2 separate regions of the Macaca mulatta genome follow, and region 1 is linked to region 2. A link is a contact called in public Hi-C data. All regions are on one chromosome and are shown on one strand. The core of a region is the stretch at or near the end of the contact, and the rest is flanking DNA. Distances in the headings are between cores, read along the strand shown. Region 1 overlaps TRIM14 (tripartite motif containing 14). Region 2 holds the start of CORO2A (coronin 2A).

Region 1 (4,741 bases), core at 1,315-3,814, 73 kb after region 2:
TGCATGTGTACCTATTTCAAGATGAAGAGGACAGCAAGCTCCAGATAGGAGCTGGGACTCAACCCAGATCTCTTAAGTCCTGGCTGGTGGCTCCTTAAAAGTCTAGAAGTGTTGTCCCAAGCCCTCCCTCAACATCTCTGGGAACCGCAGCTGCAGCACAATGGGGGTTCAGCGCCCCTGTTTGCCCCTTCCTTAGCCATGGTTTATTCTGCTTGTCTGCACAGGCCAGATGCTCATGTTCCTTGTCTTATTCTCCATTTACTCAGTCACTGGGGCTCACTCCCGTCTGATGCGCCAGCCAAGATTGCCTTAGTGTGCTCCAGAACAGAAGGCCAAATCCCAGGCATTGCCAGGGCAGCAGAGCTCTACAGGATAGGCTTACCTCTCCCACCTGTGTGGCTAGCACTTCACAGTTTACAAACTCCTCCCACCTCCACTCACTGACACATGCTATTCTAACACAGGTTAGGCAGGTATTCCAAGCCCCATGTTCAGAATCAAAGACCTAGCCTCAGAGAAGTGAAGAAACATCATGCCAAGGTCGCTGACTGCCAAGCGGTAGAGGTGGGGTTGCATCCAGAGAGCTTCCTGGTATGCCTCTGCACAGCGCCATTCCTTGGCCAGCTCTCTCCACCCCAAAGGACCCAGACTGCACACTTAAAAACAGGACACAGGTGTCTTTGAACAAACTTTTTTTTTAATTTTTACATCTAGAATAAATTATTTAAATTATTTCACAGCAAGGGAGAGGGATAGGTAATTTTTATCAGATATTTTTTTAAACCATCTGTTTTTTAAATTACGTTTTTGTTTATGTTCTTGAGCTGAGGTAGTGGAACTCGCCCAGCGCATTCAGGGCCCAGCCAGTTGGCAGAGCATGCCCTCATCTCCTTATTCCATACCCCGGGCGTCCCCTTTCTGTTGACTCAGGAACTTTCTGAGAATGAGGACAGCACTAGGAGATGAGCTTTGGCGGGTATCCATCTTACTGCTACCGTAATTGTGCTTCCTGGAACAAAACTTGAGATTGTATCAGAGAAGGAAACAGGAAGTCAGAAATCAAATCTATGCTTTTAATTGAAACCGTGCCTGAAACAGTTTGAATGATTGTTTTAATGTTGTTTCTGAAATTCCTTGTACCTTTGTGAAAAATAATAATAATAAATAAAAGTGAAAATAAATAGATGTGGAATGTGCGATGGAAATAATGTCACAAAATAATAAACATCTGGCCAGACATTTTACTACAAGGAGCTTTCCTTGTCTTGATTTGTTCCACAAATACCAATTAACTATCTACTGTTGGAGTCAGACACCAAGCTGGAAAACAGGCAGGACAGACAGTCTTTGCCCTCTGCAGTTTTCAGTCATGGTTGGGGGAATGGGGAGGGCCGGGATAGGGGAAACGTAGGCTGTTCTGGAAGGAGAAGCAGGGAAGGTTTCCTGGAGGCAAAGATAGTAAGGTAGAAATCTGCAGGATAAGTTGGAATACTCAGGGCAAAGGGCATTTGGGAAGAAGAATGTTCCAAGCAGGGTAAACTGCAGGTCCTCCAGTCTTGAAAAATCAAAGGGTGGAGCGTAGGCAGGGCGGGGACCAAGGATCTTAAGAAAGAGCCAAGGGCTTTAAAAGTGGGCTTGGAGACTTGAGCCTGGGGGCAACTGGAATTTGGGGTGGGGGTGTGTCTGTGAAAGTTGTCAGTACCAAAACAGAGTCACTTATGTCAAAATCAAACTAAATGGTGCTCCTGTAGTCCTAGCTACTCCAGAGAATGAGGTGGGAAAATCACTTGAGCCCAGGAGTTAGAGGCTGCAGCGAGCTTTGATCGCACTACTGCACTCCAGCCTGGGCAACAGAGCCAGACCCTGTCTCAAACAAAATAACTAAAGGGTGCTGGGAGGCCATGAAGTGGGGGGCCCTCACCAACGATTTGCCTGGTAACAGGAATTACCAAACTGCAGCCTTGCACAAAGAACCACAGCAATGCACAAAAGCCACGATATGAGGACATCTGCCCAGCAACTGCCTGTTCAACTTTCGGATTGAAGCCACCCGTATTAATTCTTGTAATCAAGTATTATTATTTTAAAACAATGTATGCAATCCGCCTCCTTCTGCTTTTAAAAGCCTCTACTTTCCTTTGCCTCCCTGCGTACTCCGCGCCTCTACCCCTTGGGTGCCATGGCACATTTATTCCCGAATTGCAATCCTCCTGCTCAGTCCGAAATAAACTCAATTGGAGAATCTCTGTGTCGTTATTTGAGCTTGACTAGGTTTCTTATAGTTGTGGGAATGATTATCTTTCCCGGGAAAAGGGCAAGAGAGGATCAAGGGAAAGTGAGAGGAGCACCCCTGGAAGGTCCAGCCAACTTTGGTCCCATCACCAGGGCTGCAGTTTTCTGGGCGTTAGTGATCCAGCGTCATTAAGCAGGAAGCCCACCCTCTCCCGGCTGGCTTATTAGGAGCCTCCCATTTCTGCTGAGGCCACCTCCTGGCCTGGGCGGGCAGAGGGAGCACCCTGCTGGTCGGAGGATGCTCCCTGCAGGCTGTCATCCTCCCAGCGGCCGGCCGGCCGGCCTGGAGCCGCCCCGCCCACGGCCGAGGTTTCGGTTTCCCGTGGGAGCCCCGCCCCGTGCCCCGGGGAGCCGGAGGTGGCGGAGATGAATGGCGGGCGCGGCGGCTAGCAGCCGGACCCCTGGGGGGTCGGAGCTTGTCGAGGGATGCGGCTGGCGCTGCCCGGAGCATGGCGACCGCATAGCTGAACTCTTCTGTCGCCGCTGCCACCGCTGTGTGTGCGCGCTTTGCCCGGTGCTGGGCGCGCACCGTGGCCACCCGGTGGGCCTGGCGCTGGAGGCGGCGGTGCACGTGCAGGTGGGGACGGTGTGGACGGGGTTCGCCGCGCGGGAGTTGGGGGAGCCAGTCCAGGCATAACGGCCGAGGAGGGGAGGTACCTGACCGTGGCCAGTGGCGGGTTACAACCTGGAAACCAAAGGTGCCCCAGAGGGCGTCTAAGCGGTCGATCGAAAGTTCAGAGGGGGAGACTGAGACCCAAGGAAGGGCAAAGGCGAGCCAAAGCCATCAGTTGAGCTTCAGAAAAGGTGGGTTCAGGAGTGAGAGGTTGGGAGCCCAGGCTGGTACCCAGATGTCCTTGACTGTGTCCACCATGGCCGATCCACCACACTGCCATTGGGCTGGAAGATAGTCTGCCTTCCAGTTAACAGAGGTGCAAACTCTCCCTCTTAATCAACAGCCCTATGTAGCTAAGAAAGCCACACAGACATCTCGGGTTTACTCAATCTGCAATCCATAGAAAGGGCCTGTGAACCTTGAGTTGAGGACGGCTGATTGCCCTTGGAGCAGCCTCAGCTGTCACTACCTACCTCCTCTCCCCTCCCCGGCCACACAGACGCTCCCATTCCTACTCGTGGCAGCCTTGGGTGAGCCATTATTATTACGGCCATTTTATAGGCCACAAGAGGAAGGCTCTGGAGGCAGGGTCAGGCCTTGAACCCAGGACTCCATTAGCCAGATGCCCCCAGTAGAGCCATTGTCACCATAGAACCTCACCCAGGTATAATCCTAACAGTGCCCAGGGACTTTGGGCTCCTGCTCCAGCTTTCCAGCTGACTTGTTCTGTGGCTCCTCTCAAATCCTTCTCTCTCTCTGGGTTTCATGAAGCCTGGGCATGGTAGGCCCTCCTGTCTGACAGATGTTGATCCTACCACTTCCCTCTCCAAGAAGTCTTCTGTGATGAACTCGGCCTCATCTTGAGCTTTTCCCCGGTACTGCATGACTCCAGACTACCACATTGTGACAACCGTGGAACTCCAAGGTGAAAAGGGGATCATGGGGGACAATCCAGTGGAGTCGTGGGCTCAAGACCCGTCCCTGCCACCAGACCCTTCCTTTTTTTAACTTATGAAATGGCTGTAATTATAATAATGGCTGCTTGAAAAACCTATTCAGAACTAACAAGGCTGCTTTCCACAGATCTGGCTGAAGAGTCTCACCCATCCATTTGTCCATTCCCCTACCCACTACCTACTGTCAACTTGAAGTAATAAGATTCAGAAAATAGGATTAAGTACAGAGTTTATCCAAGCCTAAAGCCTGAGGATGGCCAACTGGGACCATAGATTCAAATTTCCGAGACTATCCACTCTGATTAGCAGCAGTTACATATAAGTTTTTAAGGAAAAAAGAAGAGGCAGTTCCTAAATTGTTTACCAAGAATTTACATTAAAATGACATAAGCAGTCGGGCACAGTGGCTCATGCCTGTAATCCCAGCACTTTGGGAGGCTGAGGCAGGAGGATCACATGAGGCCAGGAGTTCGAGACCAGCCTGGCCAACATGGTGAAACCTCATCTCTACTAAAAAATATGAAAATCAGCCAGGTGTGGTGGTACACATCTGTAATCCCAGCTACCCAGGAGGCTGAGGCATAAGAATTGTTTGAACCCGGGAGATGGAGGTTGCAATGAGCCGAGATCATGCCACTGCACTCCAGCCTGGGTGACAGAGTGAGACTCTGTCATAAATAAATAAATAGAAAAAGAGAATCTCTATGGCAGAACAACACCAAACCTATTCCACTGGAGAGTCAACTAAAAACATCATGAAGAAAATCCCAAGCCTTCTTTAAAATCCAGGAATTGGCTTCTAAAACTTTTTCTACAACCTTCCTTGTTGTAGCCAGGAAATAATTCAGGATTTAGTCCAAATTGTAGGAAAATAATAAAA
Region 2 (4,730 bases), core at 510-3,009:
TGAAACCCCATCTCTACTAAAAATACAAAAAATTAGCCGGGCGTGGTGGCGGGCGCCTGTAGTCCCAGCTACTCAGGAGTCTGAGGCAGGAGAATGGTGTGAATCCAGGAGGCGGAGCTTGCAGTGAGCCGAGATCACGCCACTGCTCTCCAGGGTGGGCAACAGAGTGAGACTCCGTCTCCAAAAAAAAAAAGCCAGCCATGTGGGTGCACTGGGAAGGAGGAAGAGGGAGGTTTCCTGGCCCATCCCAATCCACACTAAGGCCTAATAGAAGGTGCTAGCAGATGGGCCCAACTTTGGAACCAGACGTGCTATGTGGTTTTCTAGCTAGGGGATCCTGGGTAGGTCATGACCACTGTGGCGTCAGGTTCCCCATGTGTGCAATCCTGAATCTCGGCTCACTGCAACCTCCACCTCCTAGGTTCAAGTTATTCTCCTGCCTCAGCCTCCCAAGTAGCTGGAAATACAGGCACATGCCACCACACCCGGCTGATTTTTGTATTTTTACTAGAGATAGGTTTTCACCATGGTGGCCAGGCTGGTCTTGAACTCCTGATCTCAAGCAGTCCACCTGCCTTGGCCTCCCAAAATGCTAGGATTACAGGCATGAGCCACCGCGCCCAGCCATCCATATGCTTCTTTGAAAGTTTAGATACCCAACTCTTGCATGCTAACACCAGAAGCATGCGTTCAGCCTGCCTGCTGGGCAGTCCGACTCCAGAAGGCCTGAATCAGAGCTGTAGGCTGAGGGTTTTCAGGACCATACTGCACACTGGGCTTTAGGTGGTAGGCAGGGAGCCCGTCCATCTCTGGGCAGGGGAGTGGTGCAGTGGACTATGAAAGCTGAGTCACATTCTAAGGAGAGAATCAAGAGCTCCCCAAGTACCTTGCCACTCCAAGCCTCAATTTCTTATCTGTAAAATGGAGGTAATAATAGTGGCTAAATAAAGGGGTTGCTAGGCTTAGAAGAAATGATACAGATATGTAAAGTAGTAATAGTGTACTCTGTCATCCACTCCACAGCTATATATTGAGTGCCTACTATGTGCCACGGAGCAGTTCAAGGCCCTCAAGATAACGGTCTTTACTGAACAAAACCAAGAGCTCTTCGGAGACGTGGTGTGGTAGAGTGGCTGTGAGCTTAGCAGCCCTGGGAGCCATACTGCCTGGGGTCGCATGACTAGCCGTGTGATCTTAACCTAGGTACTTAACCTCTGTGTGCCGCAGCTTTCTTTTGTGTTAAATAGGTGAGTAATGGTATCAACCTCATAGGCCTGTGTGACAGTGAATGGAGGTAATGCACAGAAGGCGCTTAGAGCAGTGCGTGGCTCAGTAGTGTTCGGTAGGGGTGGTACCCAAAGGTAGGGCCTCCCCATTGTCTAGTGTCCTCAGGGCTCCCCAGCCGGCGAGGCTGGGCAGCAGCGCCCCCGCTGGTCCCGAGAGAAGGAAGGGCGTCCTCCTCTGCTCCCAGCGGCGCTCCCGGCTCCTCTCCTCCCTGCGGACTGGGAAGCCTCGGTAACAGCTGTAACTGCTCGGGGAAAGGAGCGCTTCCCCGGTCGGGCTCTGCGCGCGCACTGTACCTGTCCGGGATTGTCACATCCAGGGCTCAAACAGCCTTAAGAGGCCGACGCGGTTATTGTCTCCATTTCACCACGGGGGAAACTGAGGCTCCCGGAGGTCAGGTTCCTCATCCCACACCACGCAGAGAGGGCACGGCGGGACGTGGGGCCGGCGGCTCTGCTTGTCCCCAGCCTCCGCCTGGTGGCCAGCAACCCGCCCCAATCACTGCGACGTGTGCGCGCCTGCTCCCAGCACGTGTGCGCGCCCCGAGACCCGCCCCGGGAAGCCAGGAGCGCGGTTGGGGTCGTGGGGGCGGAAAAGGGTGGCCAGGGCGGACCCGCGGGGCGGGCGAGAGGGCGGACCTTTGGCCGGGCCCCCGCCCCGCCTTCCAGCCCCGCCCGCCGGGCTGCAGAGGGAGGCGGCGGCGGCTCTGGGCGCCGGGAGTCGGCGGGCGGCGAGGAGCGCGGAGCCGGAGCTGGACGCCGCCGCCGCCACCGCCACCGCCACCACCACCTGCGCGGCCGTCATCAAGGTAGGGCGGCCCCGCGCCGCCGGCCGTGCCTTCCCGGTCTGCGCGATGGGGACGTCGGGCGGGACGTGCGCACTGAGCCCCCCGCGGCTTCAGCTCTCGGAGAGGGAGGGATGCGGGGCTCGGCGCGCGGGGGACCTGGCTTTCAGCCCCTTTGCGTGACCTTGCACAAAGCACTGCTCCTCTTCAGGCCTCAGTTTCCCCGTCAGGATAGCGGGCTCATTGGTGGCCCCCTTCTCTCGGGGTTGTTGGGAGGGGCCGCCCCGAGGTCCGCGCTCCCGACGGCTCGCTGCCCGCATGAGTACTGTCTGCACCTCCCACCCCTCCAGCCCGCGGTGAGGGAAGCGCACTCTGGGCGCGGCCAGCCGGTTCCTACAGGCCCCTGCTGTGGCCCGGGTGCTCCATGGGACTCTTGTCGGGACCCTCCCCCTCTTGGCTGCGTTACCTGCTGGGCCTCAGCTTCCTGGTACAGGAAACGGTGGGGTGGGGGGCATCCCCGGGTCCCCGCCAAGCCGGCCTGGGCGTGCAGGTGGGGCATCAGCCGGCCCACCAAGAGGGTTTACTCGTCTGGGGCTGGAGGAGCCCTAGGTTGGAGGTGGCTGGACTCCTGGCGGCACGACTGCCTGGACCAGCCCCACGTAGGCACCTCGATTTACAGAGTGGTACAGGACAGCTCCTTCCCCTTCCCCACCCGGGCCAGGTGCTGGTGCCTAGCTCTGTGTCCCAGAGCTAGTGTGTGATAAGGTGTGACACACACTAGCTGGTGTGACAAGGGTTGACTGGCGGCCACGCCTGGACCTCAGAGGGGTAACAATGCCAAGGGGCTGTGTCTGCGTGGTATTAAGGGATGGGACAGAGCACAGGTCTGAGGGACTGTGGTCCAGGCTCCCTAGGTAAAGAAGACCTATGGCATCTGGCCCAGCCCCTCTGTAAGACCCCCTCTGGAAGGTCTTGCTGCCCCCTTGCACACTCCTTGTGATGGGGATCTCATTAGTTGTAAACCAGGCTGGAATCTGCTACCCAGTCACTGCCTCTCCTGCTGGTCCTGCTCTGAACACACAAACAACCTCTGACCCTTCCTCCCTCACCCTGGAGCAGTGATCAGGTCCCTTAAGTATGCTCACCTCCAGCCCCAGCAGTTTCTCCCATCAAAGCCCAGGGAGCCAAGGCAAGAAGAGGGAGCTGAGGTGTCTGCCCCAGAGCAGACTGTGGGACCTCCGCTTTCCCGGGGGTTGTTCAGAACCCACCTGTGCCTCAGAACTGGAATATGTCTCTCGAGCTTCCTGCCCCTCCTGGGGACCTTCTGAGAGGTCTGGAGTGAGGAGAGCCGGAGCCCCTCTGCAGGCCTTTCCTGCCCCATGTGGCCTCCTCTCCACCTGCCTGATGCCTGCCCTTTTTGAGGGAGCGGTGTCTAAGAATCACTTCTCAGCCTTCTGGACTTTCTTGTCCCCTTCATGACCTGCCCCGCACCCAGGGACTTTCTTACAGCCAAAAGAGGGCAGGAGGCCCCTGGACAGGTCGTGAGCTCTTTGTCATCACAGGTATGCAAGCAGAACCTGGGGTGAGCTACCTCGGACTGAAAGTCTGTGGAATTCTAGGGCTGAAGTAGTGCCTATGACCTTGCCCTGCGGCCATGGTGGAGCTGCACAGGACTGGGAGCCGGACCACAAATGAGTGTTATTATCCCCTCGTAAAAGCAGGCAAAGTATACGTGCTGGCCCATGAGCCCAGCTCCGACGCACAGGCTTAAGTGCTACCTGGGTCTCCTGTCATCTCGACACATGTATAATCTGGGCCCTGTTTTCCTGCTTGCCTAGTGTAAGCCTTTTTGGCCTGATTTAGGAGCATGGCAGATTCGGGTTATTAAAAAGTCATGCTATGACTTTAATTGCTAATAGTTTTTAAGTGCACCATGGAATTATGGAATGTCTAAGCTGAAAGGAGCCTTAAGACATCTTCTCATTCAACCCCCTCATTTTACAGATAGGCATCCCCTGTCCCCAGAGGGGATGTGACTGGGCAAAGGTCACACAGCAAACCAGCAACCGAGCCCAGGGATCCTGATTCCAAGATTGGAGTGCCTTTTTTTCCCCCAGAAAACACATAACATTTAATAAATGAAAGGAGGCTGTATTTATTCCTGTAAAATTAGGAAAAATAAAAATAAAAGGATGAAACTCTGCGCTGGCAAGGCTGTAGGGATTCGCCTGTGGCATTTAATTTTGCAGAGCAATCTGGTAGCCTGTTGTCATGAAAATGACCCTACTTGCCCTTTGCCTTTAGCCAGCTACTTTGAGGGCTTTATCCTAAGGAAGTAACTATAGAGAGAGACATATGTAGTGCTGTTATTTGTAAGAAGTTGTCTTCTGGCCTGGGCGCAGTGGCTCACACCTGTAATCCCAGCAGTTTAGGAGGCCAAGGTGGGCGGATCACCTGAGGTCAGGAGTTCGAGACCACCCTGGGCAACATGATGAAACCCTGTCTCTACTGAAAATATAAAAATTAGCCAGGTATGGTGGCACATGCCTGTAATCCCAGCTACTCGGGAGGCTGAGGCAGGAGAATCACTTGAACCCGGGAGGCAGAGGTTGCAGTGAACCGTGATTGCACCACTGCACTCCAGCCTGGGCGACAGAGCGAA

What was found. Hi-C and Micro-C count contacts between places; a contact is called where the count stands out from the background.
Region 1: a contact with region 2 is called in a Hi-C map of liver, with 4 times the contacts expected there. The contact joins the enhancer-like site here to the promoter of CORO2A in region 2. A contact is called at or near these places in 5 of 14 Hi-C or Micro-C datasets (CD4 T cells, blood, cortical neurons and 2 more).

The regions. Positions count from the first base shown.
Region 1 is chr15:60,282,362-60,287,102 of T2T-MMU8v2.0, forward strand. TRIM14 (tripartite motif containing 14) reads left to right here. Exons shown (of 8, transcript XM_028835036.2): 2 at 2,631-2,869. The coding sequence starts at 2,663. CORO2A (coronin 2A) reads left to right here. Exons shown (of 12, transcript XM_015117227.3): 12 at 1-1,250. Among named protein-coding and RNA genes, the nearest start is that of NANS, 61 kb to the right of the region's middle. Within about 2 kb of position 2,565, at least 13 of the 40 cell types and tissues checked have an H3K27ac peak or open chromatin away from gene starts, as enhancers often do. A contact at or near this core is called in CD4 T cells, blood and liver, where this site is marked.
Region 2 is chr15:60,210,096-60,214,825 of T2T-MMU8v2.0, forward strand. CORO2A (coronin 2A) reads left to right here and starts at 1,760. Exons shown (of 12, transcript XM_015117227.3): 1 at 1,760-2,092. All of the region lies in intron 1 of TRIM14 (tripartite motif containing 14), which reads left to right.